2 separate regions of the Sus scrofa genome follow, and region 1 is linked to region 2. A link is a contact called in public Hi-C data. All regions are on one chromosome and are shown on one strand. Each heading gives the region's core, a stretch centred on a gene start, on an enhancer-like site or on the middle of the called end of the contact. The rest is flanking DNA. Distances are from core to core; before and after follow the strand shown.

What was found. Hi-C and Micro-C count contacts between places; a contact is called where the count stands out from the background.
Region 1: a Hi-C map of skeletal muscle shows a contact between it and region 2, with 2.4 times the contacts expected there. The contact joins the promoter of MTFR1 here to the promoter of PDE7A in region 2. A contact is called at or near these places in 1 of 5 promoter capture datasets (fetal liver), 3 of 47 Hi-C or Micro-C datasets (fetal heart ventricle, heart right ventricle and skeletal muscle) and 1 of 2 datasets of contacts at active chromatin or transcription factors (alveolar macrophages).

What each region holds. Positions count from the first base shown.
Region 1 is chr4:68,968,673-68,971,372 of Sscrofa11.1, reverse strand. MTFR1 (mitochondrial fission regulator 1) reads left to right here and starts at 1,375. Exons shown (of 7, transcript XM_021089295.1): 1 at 1,375-1,809.
Region 2 is chr4:68,776,358-68,779,174 of Sscrofa11.1, reverse strand. PDE7A (high affinity cAMP-specific 3',5'-cyclic phosphodiesterase 7A) reads right to left here and starts at 1,265. Exons shown (of 13, transcript XM_021089289.1): 1 at 1-1,265.

The sequences.
Region 1 (2,700 bases), core at 126-2,625, 190 kb before region 2:
ATACCCTCATGGATACTAGTTGGATTCATTTCCACTGCGCCACAACAGGAACTCCCTGTAATCTTATAATTTTAAAAGTGTGATGACTGGAAGATTTCCCCCTAGATTAACTTTTGGCTCAGCACATTTCAAACTCTTTTCTCTTTCTCCACCCATGTGCATCTACTGCCAGGTGCCCTGGGACACATTCATTTATGAGATAGAATAGAGTGTAGCTAGGAGTTTTCCTGGAAGCTATTCCAACACCAGGAGAGTCAGAAATAACTTATCAGGGAAGTGGCTCCAGTTCCATCTCAACTCTTTCCCTCACTCAGATCCCCCAAAAGCCCAGAGCCACTCCAGGGCACCTAGAAGGGAAGTGTGAAGGAAAGGAAATTGGCATGGAAAAAAGCCTTAGCCAATCCCTGTTGAGGACAGCTCTAAGACATATGAGTTTAAAACTACATATGATCATGTGCATTAGGTGCTGGGGCCCCTTTAAAGAGTTGAAAACTACATATGATCATGTGCATTATTAGGTGCTGGGGCCCTTCCTTGGCTCTTGGAGAGAGCTGGTGCAAGTCAATGGCAGATGCTTCATTAGCTTCGCACTAAATCCACCCTAGGAAAATCTCATAAGCAACAAGTGAACTTTGTTAGATATATCGCCATGCTCTGCCCCTGCCCCTTGAGCTCAGATGCTTCTGCTGCTTCATCAGACCCCAGCCCAAGCATTCTCTTCTTCCAGATGCACTCCCTGAGAACCCGGGCAGGCTTAGGCGGGTTTCCCAGCCCCCTCCATACCTGGTTACAACTTTTGGTTATATAAATTAACCTTGTTGTTAGCCCGTAGGCTCACTGAGGGCGTGGTTCAAAGCTCTTTAAAATCTTTGTATTGTCACAGTGGGCCCCTAACAAGCCCTTGTTAAGTAGATGAATTAACGCTTTTGCTGAAGGGGGAAAGCCTCGCCAGGGAGAGACTTGGGCACCCGGATTAAAAACTTCAGAGCTCTGTTGTCTGCTTACGACCTCTGGGATCAATTACAATGGGAGGGTAAGAGAAACAGCCAATCAGCAATAGGCTCTTGAAAAGCCAAACAGAAATAGGTTTCTCCGCTCTACGTATGAATCTTTTGTCAGTCCTACCCATATTACCATGCTTAATATATTGTTAGCTATTAAGTGCAATGATCATATTTTCAAGAGAGAATGAATTGAACCCAGAGTGTCTTGGGATACTCAGCTACTAAAAATCACGTGTCCCAACGAATAAAACTTAAACATGTTAGAACCGAAGACTTGGTAAAGTAAAATCCTAACCCTTCAGGCACTTTGTACAATCCGACAGCCCTACTTCCCCTAGACAAACACACCCGAGATACGAAGTCCGCAAAGGCTGGGTGAGCACAAGTTGCTACACCGCGAGATGAAACAGCTCATTTATTAGCTTAACAAGGGCTAAGATTCACATCTTCTTTCAAGGTAATACACACTTGGGGCTACATTCAGAATGTGGGTCTTTCTTGAGGTTGAAGTTTACAAAGCACTTGCCAAGGCAGAGAACTGAGGACAAAAAGCAAGGTCCACGGGAAAGCCCACGCGATAGCCGAGCCCAACGCGTGCGCACACTGCGAGAGGCCGCTCCAGGCTCGTGCAGCGATCTTCTGGCCTTCCGCTTGCGGCTCCCGCCTCCAGGCCGGAGGGAGCCGTTGATTGGTGAGCCTCGCCCGGGCTCGGGGCGGAGATTGGGTGATTGGCAGCAACGCCCCGGGACGGTCAAGCTGGAAGGTGGAGTAGCTGAAGAAGCCGGCGGGCTGCCTCGCGCCGGAGGTAGAGTGAGGTAAAAACTCTGGAAAGCGGTTGGCTTGGGGTCGAGGAGGCGCCCCGGGGACGGCGGCGGGAACCTTTGGTGACACTCAGGGTAGGAGGTGAAGGAGCCGGGTTTGGGTTTTCGGGGAGGCCGGCGGGCTCCGCGTACCGGTGGGGTGTCCGCGCCGCGGCTGAAGGGAGGCGGAGATGTCCGGGGGCGGCCGTGCTGGCCGAGGGCCCTGCTGGGGCTGGAGCTTTGGCGGAGCGGAGCGAATTCGGCCGACTTGCCGGGCAAGGCAGGACTCACCCACCCGCCCACCTATTCTCCCCATCGCTGCCCCCTTCCTCCCCCGGCCTTTGGTCGGTCGTCGGGAGCCGGCAGTTCGCGCGCCGGCAGTCAGGCAGCGGCCCAGGGAAGGGCCTTTGCGGCAGTTCCCTTGGGTGTTGCGCTTTCCCGGGGGTTCGGTGGCGTGACTCGGCGGGTGCTCCTCCTGTCCGGGCCTCGGGGATTGGGAGGGAGGAGCATACCTGTTGGGCCGCCTGGGAGGCGTAACCAGCCTCAGCTGGCCGGCGTCCCCGTTTCACTTTTCGCCTCTTAGAACTTGCCACTTTGTCTTCCCGACCGGGACCGGGATTTGCATTAAGCCCCAAAGGAAAACAGAAAACACCTCGACCTTTGGACATTTAACAGCACTTTTTATTATGGGAGTCTTCAGACTCTCCAGTGTCACGAGGATAGTAGGAGAGCTCCGTGCACCCATTACCCAATTTAAAATCAGTAACTGGCCAGGCTTGCTCCTTCCCCCGCCCCGATTATTTTGAAGTATATCTCAGACATATTTCATTTCTTGTACATATTTCCTCATGATCAGCAATTGTACTTCTTTTCCAGTCATTTGCTTTGTGGAGAAG
Region 2 (2,817 bases), core at 16-2,515:
CTGGCCTTTTGACTCCAGAGACCCAAAGCACGCGGCCCACTCGGAGCGCTCAGCCCTGACCCTGGGGTCACCGCCGCGTTTCCCTCCTTGAATTCCCATTCTTGGGCTTCGCTGGGGACCGCTGCGGCAGTGACGTCAGCGGGCCGCGCGGGCACCGTCCTCCCCGCTACGTCACTGCCAGTCTCTCGGCGGGGACTGGCTCGGGCTCCCCGCTAGCAGGTGCGGGGGGCCCGGGCTGTCCCGGGCTGAGGGGCTAAGAGCCGAGCAGAGAATGCGGGCGTGAGGAGGGGGCGGGGAGGGGGTTGGTGGGAAAACACCGAGACTGAGAAAGAAGTGAGAGTACGCACTGGAAAAAATGAGAAAGGATGAACATGAGAAGACAAAGGGGAAAGGAGACTGCATACCCTTTTACCAAAAGTGTTTTTGTTTCTTGGCTTTGATTTTGAGAAGGTGGGAGAAAATAAAAGAACTTTTCGACCTAGTTTGTAAACTGGATATGTAATTTGTAGGTTTATTTTGTCACATTTTCCCCAAAACTGTCAAAGATTTTCAGCTGCAAGCTTTTGTTTCAAATGCATTCCAGCTTCTGGGATGTCAGCCTGAACAAGCACTCCCCTGCCGGCAAAATTGTTGACTTGGCTCCTCTCTCAAAGCACCCACTCTTCCAGTTATGTGCTATGACCAGCCACTGGCAAGGTGGCAGGTCTTTGGAAGTATTGCCTAGCCCGTGCCTGTGAGATCAGGTATCATATGCTCATGATCCCATAAATCAACAGAAGTCTGCAAGACCTTTTATCATCTTTCCATGGCATCTGTTTCTTTTATAGCATTTAAAACTTTCTACCTCCTCATGGTAATTTTCTACTTTTCTGCTCGCTACTATTTTTTTTGGGGGGGGGCGCTTTTTAGGGCCTCACCCGTGGCATATGGAGGTTCCCAGGCAAGGGCCAAATTGGAGCTGCAGCTCCTGGCCTACACCACAGCAATGCAAGACCCAACCACGTCTGCAGCCTATAACACAGCTCACAGCAACGCAGGATCCTTAATCCTTAATGCTGGATCCTTAACCCACTGAGGGAGGCCAGGGATTGAACCTGCAACCTTACGGATACCAGTCCACTGAGCCATGACTGGAACCCTGCTCTCTACTATTAAAAGAATATAACTTCCATTGTGGTTTCATGGATTTTTTTCTTCACTTGATAGTAAGCTCCCCTTTAGCACCCTGTTAACCACCCAGGTTCTTGGACTCTTTAATCAATAGAAATTGATAAGAGGCCAGGCTTTATTCGCTGCAGCAGGAGAGAGTGAAAACAAGCCAGTTCCTTTGCTGGCTCCTGGGAGTGGGTGGGTGTGTGGGGAGTTGGTCCCTTAAATGGGGTCAGGGTAGGGGCAGATCCTCCTGCTGGATGCAGGGATCATGTGCGATACCCTGCTTTTGCTCTCAATATCTCAGCTGAGTTTGGGTCTTTTTGTATCTTGTTATTCATAATTTGCCCCAACTGCAGCATTTGTTCAGGTGTAAGCACTGCAGCAAAGGGTCCCAGGTCCGCAGTTCCAGCCTGTCTCACACCAACTTACCCAACTCATCTTTGAAACCCCAATTACTCCCACAACATCCAGTAGATGTATGGAGCATCCTCTGTATTTTCTCTTATTTACTTCTGACAAAAACCCCGTAGAGTAATAGTTTCTAAATTGAAGCTGGGCTCGGAGTCAGAACTTGCCTTAAATCTCCCACAGATAAATGGCAAAACTTACCTCAAATAATGTTGAGTTTTGTGTCATCTAAACACCCAGAAGGTAGTATTGGTGTGATACTAGACAATATATGCTGAAGTGACTCTGTTCCATTAAGTCATTCAATAGGACTCAGGGCACTAACCAATGCATCTCCCTCCAACAGAGAGGTGAGCTAATATGTACTATGTATTCACTGTGAAACACTATGGGTATTCTACATACAATCTTCAACTTAACCCTACACAACAGCCACTATGGGAACTCCTACGTAAGTAAAAACTTGATCGCAATTCTACAGATGGGGAGTCAGGTTTCAAGACCCTAAATTGTTTGTGCCACCAATCTCTGTTCTGTATGACCTCAGAGCCATGCATTTTCACCAAACCATGTGGTTTCTCAAGACCAGAACTTCAACTCTTCACAGTATACTTTATCGTATTGGAAAGTATATTAGCATTCTTCAGAAAAGCAGAACTGGAGTTCCCACTGTGGCTCAGCTATAGTGGACCCAACTAAGAACCATGAGGATGCAGGTTCAATCTCTGGCCTTGCTCAGTGGGTTAAGGATCTAGAGTTGCCCTGAGCTGTCGTGTAGGTCACAGACTCAGCTCAGATACCACGTTACTTTGGCTTCGGTGTAGGCCGGCAGCTGAAGCTCTGATTGGACCCCTAGCCTGGGAACATCCATGTACTGCAGGCACATCCCCAGAAAAGAAAAAAAGAAAGAAAAAGAAAAGCAGAACCATACGATATACTGGGCCGGGTGGGGAGGGGGGTGCAGAGCTTGATTTGTCGCACATGCACCTCACCCAGGATGAAGACAGGCTGGAGGAGCTGCAGGCCTAGCTCTGGCCTCTTGCCAATGAGGTGAGTTGGATCACATGCGCAAAATCACCTTGGTGCCTGGGACCCTTCAGGGTCTTTTCAGGTGTAAAGACCGGATGCTTCACTTACACTTTTCATTTCTTTTGTAAATTTCTATTGTAGTCAACCAGAACTTACACCTTAAAAGAAAGAGACTTATGGGAAATGTAGTTCCAATTTGGCTCTCTTGATGGTACAAAACCATCCCAG